Linked DNA regions of Sus scrofa: region 2 is linked to region 1. Evidence: chromatin contacts called from public Hi-C data. All regions are on one chromosome and are shown on one strand. The core of a region is the stretch at or near the end of the contact, and the rest is flanking DNA. Distances in the headings are between cores, read along the strand shown.

Region 1 (3,970 bases), core at 777-3,276:
TTACTTATTTATCTTTTTTTGGCTGCCCTGCAGCATATGGAGTTCCAAGCCCAGGGATCAGATCTGAGCCACATTTTGGGACCTCTGCTGCAGGAGCTGCTTTAACACCAGATCCTTAACCCACTGTGTCAGGCTGGGGATCGAACAGTCCTTTCATAACTCCAGAGATGCCACCTATCCCATTGCGCCACAGCAGGAATACCAAGTCAGTTTCTTAAAAAAGAGTACACTTGTATTTGCCTATGAATCCCAGCTCTGCTACTTATTAGCGGTGGAATTGTAAGCATGTTAGCTAATCTTTTTAAGACTCAGTTTCTTCACCTGTAAAATGGGAATAATAGTATATACCTCATTAGATTGTTGTGAGACTTAAATAAAAATTAATACTTGTTAAGTTCATGTCAATGTTAATATTATTCTTACTAATGGCATGATTTTCAGTGACATTTATACTCCCAATAAGTTTCCAACAGTAAAGCATATTATGTATTATTACCAACAAATTTTATATTTTTATTGATATAATTCGCATACCATAAGCCACCCTCTCCCCCCTTTTTTTCTCTTTGAAGCAGAGAAAGGACCAAGCAAGAACAACAGGTGGCACATGCTCAAAAACCCTGAGCTCCCCAATTGTTTGGGGGGGGGGAGAAATTTTTATAGGCAAAATATGGGTTGAAGGCTGCAAGGTATGTGACTACCATCAATCAGTGGTGAGGTAGTAGGGTGGTACTTTAGGAATCTTGTACTCAGCCATAAGTAAGTTGCCATCCTCTACCTAGGTGGGTGCCTTTGTTCTGAAGTTCAGGTTCTTTATGTCTTTATGTTTATGCCCAGAAAGAATTTGGCAAGAGGCAAAGTGATAAGTAAGAAGTAGATTTATTGAGAGAGATAGAGTGGGTGCCATCTCAGAAGGCAGGAGGTCAAGATTCTCACACACACACACACACACACACACACACACACCTTTTTATTTTTTGGCTGCCCAGCAGCATATAGAGTTTCTGTGCCAGGGAATCAGATCCTAGCAGCAGTTGGAATCTACACCAAAGCTGTGGAAATTCTGGATCCTTAAACCCACTGTGCCTGGCCGGGGATTGAACCTGCTGCATCCTAGCATTGCAGAAATGCCACTAATCCCATTGTGCCACAACAGGAACTTCAAGATTCACCCTTTTAAACAGTACAATTAAAAAAATTTTTTTAAATTACATTTGCAGTTGTGGAACTATCACCACTAATTCCACATCTTTATTCAACGGGTTTCCTGAATTGGCTGGTACCATCTAACTGTGTAGAATGTAAGATAAATTCTACACTTAGGAACTTAAAAATTTAGAAGTTATATTTCCATGGAGGCATTTAGTTTCTAAATTACCAATTATAAACTTAGGAACTACATGCCTCCACCCAAATGCAATATACTGTACAGTTTCTACCATCACTTAACTAATGAATTATTGAAATTTTACCTATTTCAGCTAAATTGCTGTACCTGAAACTTAGGGGATAGAAAACATATTAATTTCAACCTTACATAAGTATTCAATGACCACAGATAACCTAAATTCTTATTCATCTCTCCTTACGTTTTTTTTCCTGTCTAGAAATGAATACCTGTACATGATAGAAAATTTGCAAAGCGTAGAAATTTTCATGGGGAGAAACGAACCTTACTGGAATTCTTTTTAACAGGATTAAAAAAGGGTCAGTATCAAAAATTCAAAATTTTTAAAATACCGATTTATTGGTAACCTTTCCAGTTAAGAAGTGGGTTTGCTCGGTCGCCTCTTTAAGATACCCCTTTGGGCGCTCTCATGACATTCAGCTTCTTTGCCGTGCTAACTCCATTAGCGCCACCATGGACCACCTCCCTGGCTCTAGAAACCTCTCTGAGAACAAGTTAGACTTTGCTTTTCCCATCTCTGGGTTGAACGTCCGCGCGAGGGCGCCCTTCCTACCGCCCGCCAGCTCAGCGGGCCCCCACCTCCGGGCCCAGAGCCCCAATCACAGACCAGCAGGACCCAGAGCCGATCTCGGCTTACTCAATCATAGAATGTGTAAAGAAGGACTTTCCCACTGTCTATCCTCACACCCCCGATAAAATTCTCAGGTTCCGGGCAACTCTTTGGACCACCCCCACGAGAAACGGATATGGTTACACCCGCGTCCGCGCGCGCGCGTCGGTTGCATCACCCGCCAGCAAGGGGCCTCTCGTGCGGCTGCCCTCAGCGTTGCCTGCACAAATATCCAACAGGACGGCTACGAATAGATCCCGAAACTTCGCCTGGTGTTTTCTAGTCAGCCTGCTGGCAGGCACAATATAAATTCATCAAGATAGAAGTCTAAGCGGCAAGGCCTCCGCTGCGCCGACCATCCTCCTCTCCCAGGCCTGAGCCCTAGTCGGCCTTCCTGCCTCTGCGGCCCCGCCCCGCACGCGGGGGCCTGCTCACCGCCAGGCCGCCGTCAGGGCCACTTCCTTCCTCTCCGGGCAAGATGGCGGGGGGCGAGGCTGGTGTGACTTTAGGGCAGCCGCATCTTTCTCGGCAGGATCTCGCGACTTTGGTAAGGCATTGATCTGGGAGGATGTGGAGTGTGCCCGGGAGTGGGGATGACCAGGCCTCCCGGGAGGGTTTTGAGACAAGGCAGTGCCACGCTGTCGGAAGCGTGGATTTGGGAGGGAGCCCCGAAGCCCGGCGTGCTCGCGCCGCCCCGGGCGCCTCCACCAGCCTGCGAGCTGGGCATGGGGCTGTAAGGTCGTGGACCTGGAGCCCCCCCGAATGCTTGGGCTGGAAAGTCACGGTGTTTTTCACTTCGGAAGGTCTGGGAAGGGAGTGTCTGCATTGTCTTTAATGCAAATGCTCTCAAGGTTGGGGGGATCTCGAGCCTTCACATTTCCCATTGTCAGTGGAGGTGTAGTCTTGTGTAACAACGAAGGACTTTTAGGGCTTCCCAGTCGTCACTGTCGGAGATTGCTTGCACAGGAAAAGCGCTTTAGAAGTGGAAGAGGGCTATTCAAACGGTGGCGAGATGTAGGTAGCAAATGTAAATGTCAAAATTGTGATTCGTCCCATGTTCAGCGATTTAAAATGAAAAATGTTTGATTGCAGGATGTTACCAAGTTGACACCACTTTCACATGAAGTGATCAGCAGGCAAGCCACAATTAACATAGGTAAGCTAAGAATAACTTGGAGGCCTGACTGGATTAATCTCCGGCAAATAATTTTAATCTCTCTCTGTGTGTGATTATCTGAATTACGTGAAGATGCATATATTCAGGTAATACATGTTGAGTTGTTGTGAACAAAGTACCTGCTACATTTTTTGGGGAAGCCCATGTTGCCCGTGCCTAGCTTTCAGACTGGGCAAAGAAGAAAAGATAAAGACATGAAAATTTTAATAGCATAAAGCGATAGATAGTCATGTAGCAGTTTAAAGAAGAGAGAGAAATGTGACTGTACTTGCCACACAGGGTTATTGCAAGGGCAGAGTTTGCAAAAGTTTTGTTTGCTATATAAGCTGTTATTAACTAGAGTATTTTTTCCCTTAATTGGCACCTAGAACTTGAAAGGGGAAGTTAAGTTGACTGAGTGTAAATTTTGCGTATTTGAGAGTCTGTATAAACAACACAGTAAAATCTAGTTAAAAGTAAGGTTCTGCCATGAGGCTGTTAAAAAGTTACATGGTATGTGCTACTCTTTACCGCATTACTCTAATTAATGCTGAGTTTTCTTGTTGTCATGGATTCCTTTTTGCTGTGCCAGATTTACTTATACACATTTACTTTACCCTCACAATGCTGGAAAATTTTCTCGGTACCTAAGATTTCATGTGCTTTTTATCAAATGTTTATTTTAAATGGAGGTGTTCTTTTTTCTTTCTTCCTTCTCTCTCTCTCTCTCTCTTTTTTTTTTTTTTTTTTGCTTTTTAGGCCCGCATCTGCAGCGGCATATGGATATTCCCAGGCT
Region 2 (3,970 bases), core at 916-3,415, 74 kb after region 1:
CAGTGGGTTAAGTTTCTGGCGTTGCTGTGAGCTGTCATGTAGGTCACAGACGGCTTGGATCTAGTGTTGCTGTGGTTGTGGCGTAGGCCGGCAGCTGCAGCTCCGATTTGATCCCGAGCCTGGTAACTTCCATATGCCACAGATGTGGCCCTAAAAAGACAAAAAAAAAAAAGAAAGAAAGAAAGAAAAAATAATGGTTTATTGAATATAATTAATAGAACTAGGCTATCCTTTCCTTCCTATTTCCTATCAAAGTTAACAGTCTCTTTACAGATGAAAAGTAATGGCAAAAGGCTCTTTTGAAGTATCAATATCTAAACTACATCTGTTTTTTTATTTTATTCATTTACTTTTTTTGTCTTTTCTAGGGCCGCACCCACAGCATATGGAGGTTCCCAGGCTAGGGGTCTAATCAGAGCTGTAGCCATTGGTTTACATCAGAGCCACAGCAACGCCAGATCCGAGCCGCCTCTGTGACCTACAGCACAGCTCATGGCAAGCCGGATCCTTAACCCACTGAGCAAGGCCAGAGATTGAACTATCAACCTCGTGGTTCCTAGTCAGATTCGTTAACCACTGAGCCACGACAGGAACTCCTGGTTTTTTTAAATTGAGCAAAATCTTTCTTGTTTATGATCCTTGGCTCTTTTTTCTTACATGCTAGCGGACTTAGAAGTATTTGATGGTGGAGTTCCCTTCGTGGTGCAGTGGAAAGAAATCCGACTAGGAACCATGAGGTTGTGGGTTCGATCCCTGGCAGTGCTCAATGGGTTAAGAATCCGTCGTAGCCGTGAGCTGTGGTGTAGGTCACAGACGCAGCTCGGATCTGGCATTGCTGTGGCTCTGGTGTAGACCGGCAGCAACAGCTCTGGTTGGACTCCTGGCCTGGGAACCTCCATATGCCTTGGGTGCAGTCCTAAAAGGACAAAAGACAAAAGAAAAAAAAAAAAAAAAGTGTTTGGTGGTAATTCTGGAACAAAAATGATGACATCAGGTTGTGTTCATGCTGCTTATAGTAGCATGGTTGAGGAGATCCCATTCTTGACATGCCATACCATTAAATGGAGGTGCTAGGAAAGTACTTAAGTGCTGGTTATCAATATTTTGAAATCATGTTAGTGTGGGTATACAAGTTATTTCTCACTTTTTTTCACTTGAAAAAAAATTAGTCTTATTTACCTTTCTGTGAATACAGGCTATGTCACAGTGCAGTGGAATTTTCTATAACTGATGGAGACAAGTCATTTATCATTTAATCGCTTGAAAAAAATCAAGGTAAAAGCCTTCAGAGGAAATTTACCATCAAGTACATTCTCAGAGATTTCTTATTACTGTACCTTTGCTTTTTCTTTTTGAAAGCAATTTTATAATTGTAAGAGGTCTGAAGGAAAAGACCAATTGCATTCTGGGAGTTTTTAAAAAGTTGTGACAGGAAACTAAAATATAAGGCCTCTGTATTTAAAGAGACTTCACACCAATACGCTATTTGCTTTATAAATTTTGTGTTCTTTACTGTTTAAAAATACCTTTACCTAACATTTAGTGAATTGAATAAGGAATAAAGCATGTAAGATTCGGATGAATGTAAAGGATACGTTATTTAACGTTTAACTAGTAAGTTTTAGTCACAGTTTGGTTTCAAAGTTCAATATGGAAAAAGCATAAAAGTTTCACTGTTGAAAATGCCAAATACACACTTTTGGAGTTGATAGATGTTTTACTTAAACGTATTTTTCTAAGTCTTCTTAAACTTTGAAAAGCTTAAGTAGTTTGTAAAAAACATTCATTTCCCAATTCTGCTACCTCTCTCTGTATTTATTAAATGTGAAAAATTCATTATTTATAAAACAACTACACAAAACACATACTTCATAGACTCCCCGACTTTGAAATACAGAGAAAATATACACTCCAAATTCCTCTTTATTGCAATGTGCGAAACCGGTTCAAAATGTAACATTTTTCCTTATTTTTTCACCCCGTAAACTAATAAAATCAGGTTCCCTGATTGAACAATTATTAAAAAAAAAAATTAAACGGTTTAATAGGTGCTCTAGGATAACCCTTCTCCCCCTCCTCTTGCCCACACACTCATTTAGACTGGCAAGCCTATTTTCATTTTATTTCAAAGATCTTTTTTTTTTTTTTTATTTTTTTATAGCGAAGGCAGGGGACGGCGGGGGTTGCTAAATTTATCTTCTTCTCCAGCCACGGGAATGAAGAAAACACATTTACTGCGGGCGGGGGTCTGAGGGCCTGCAAACAACTCGAGCAGGCGCCTCGGCTAGGACCCGCGCGGAGAGGCGGTAGGTCTCCGGGGAGGGCCCGGGGGGCGGCCGCGGCCCACTGGAGATGGTGGGGGGCGGCCGGGCCGGGTGTGGGCCGCCTGCCTCTCCGCGGGGTCGGCGGACCGCGGCCCCGCGCGGGCTTTAGGGCCGAGGCGGCGGCAGCGGCGCGTGTGTAGCGGCGGCGGCGGGCGGGAGCGCGGAGGAGGTGGAAAGAAGGGGGGCGCTGTCACGGAGACTCCGGCCGCCGGAGACCCCGCCGCAGCGAGGCCACTGGGCTCCCCGGTCGCGGGGCGTGAGCGCGCCGACCGGGGCGCCAGGGGGACACACCGGGCGAAGGAGGGGGCCTATCTACCCTTCCGCATTTTCCTGGGTCTCTCTCCCGGGCGGTGACGTGACGTGCTGACGGCGGGCCCGTGCCGGGGAGCTGGGCCGCTTTTTGTCAGCTCCGAGCTCGGCCCCTCCTCCCTCCCTCCGCCCGCCCCACCAGCCGGAGCCCGGCCCAGTGCTCCAGAGAAAGGCCGGCCTGCAGCACCCGCCACCGTCGCCGACCGCCCGCACGCCCGTCCGGTGAGTTCCGGGCGCCGCCGCGGCCGTGGGGCCTAGAGCGCGCGCAGGGGCCTGGTCCCGGCCTGGTCGGCGGCCCGCGTGGCGCCCTTCCGCGCTAGGCCGGGTGGTGTGGCGCGCGGCGCCGAGCAGGCCCCAAGGAGGCCGCAGTTAGGCCTGGGGAGGAGCCCGGCTGCCCCGAGCGGCGGCGGAGGCGCGCTCCGCAAACGGGCGCGGGTTGGGGGAGGGTCGCTCGGTGCCTCGGGAGGCGGCTGAAGGGCCCCGGGTCGGTGCCGCGGCCGGCCCGGGGCACCGCGCGGGGGCAAGGCCTGGCAAGGAGGCGAAGGCTGCAGGCGTGAGGTGAAGGCCGCAGGCCGGCCGGGCCGATTTTCGCTATGTAAATATCGGCGGGGGGGGAGGGACGGGGGACAAGATGGCGGAGGCTCGGCGCCTGCTGCAGGGGACGATTGAGGGGGTTGCCGGGAGGGGGAGCCGCCATCTTGAAGGCGGTGTCTGAAGTGAAAATTCCGCTACAGCCCGTGAGGGGGGGTTGGAGAGCGGGCGGCGGCGGCGCCGGCGGATCCGGTGCCGGGCTCCGAAGGCCCGGCGCGGCTGCGTGTGCGCGCGGAGGGGGCGTGCTCGCTCCCCACAGCGGCCATTGCCCTCGCCGCCATAATGGTCGCTCCAGCTTCTGGCGCTCGGCGGCAGCGCCACCTTCCTGCCCTGCCTGCCTGCCGCAGCCCCGTGACTGGCTGCTGCTTCCGCTGCATTTCAGCTGTGCTGCCGCAGGCGGCCATCGTTGGCCCCTGGGTGCAGGGGCCATCTCGTCCCTTAGCGCCCACGGCCTCGTGCCTTTCCCTGGCGCTTGTAGCTACTTGAGGGACGTCGGGGCGGATGGCGGGCCAGGGATCTGGACTCATGACTGCAAATGGGACCCCAAGACATTTTATTTTTACTCTAGCGAAGTCACACGTGACTGTCAGGGTGCCCTCGATGCGGTTGTTTTCCAGCAATCACTGCCATCTCTAGTGAAAAAAAAAAAAAAAAGGAATGAGAAAGAAAAAAAATTTGATAGGAAGTAGTTTTCACCACCACACTTTTATCCAGTAAGGGAAAAAGTGCAAATTGCATAGCACGGT

Evidence for each region. A called contact is a pair of places that touch in the nucleus more often than the background predicts.
Region 2: a Hi-C map of skeletal muscle shows a contact between it and region 1, with 4 times the contacts expected there. The contact joins the promoter of ZFX here to the enhancer-like site in region 1. A contact is called at or near these places in 2 of 5 promoter capture datasets (fetal liver and liver), 15 of 47 Hi-C or Micro-C datasets (alveolar macrophages, brain, embryonic fibroblasts and 9 more) and 1 of 2 datasets of contacts at active chromatin or transcription factors (alveolar macrophages).

Annotation. Positions count from the first base shown.
Region 1 is chrX:20,144,450-20,148,419 of Sscrofa11.1, forward strand. It overlaps EIF2S3 (eukaryotic translation initiation factor 2 subunit 3), which reads left to right. Exons shown (of 13, transcript XM_003134980.6): 2 at 2,114-2,565; 3 at 3,111-3,174. The coding sequence starts at 2,497. Among named protein-coding and RNA genes, the nearest start is that of EIF2S3, 17 kb to the left of the region's middle. Within about 2 kb of position 2,027, at least 81 of the 83 cell types and tissues checked have an H3K27ac peak or open chromatin away from gene starts, as enhancers often do. A contact at or near this core is called in alveolar macrophages, brain, embryonic fibroblasts and 7 more, where this site is marked.
Region 2 is chrX:20,218,647-20,222,616 of Sscrofa11.1, forward strand. It overlaps ZFX (zinc finger X-chromosomal protein), which reads left to right and starts at 2,166. Exons shown (of 8, transcript XM_021080656.1): 1 at 2,166-2,306.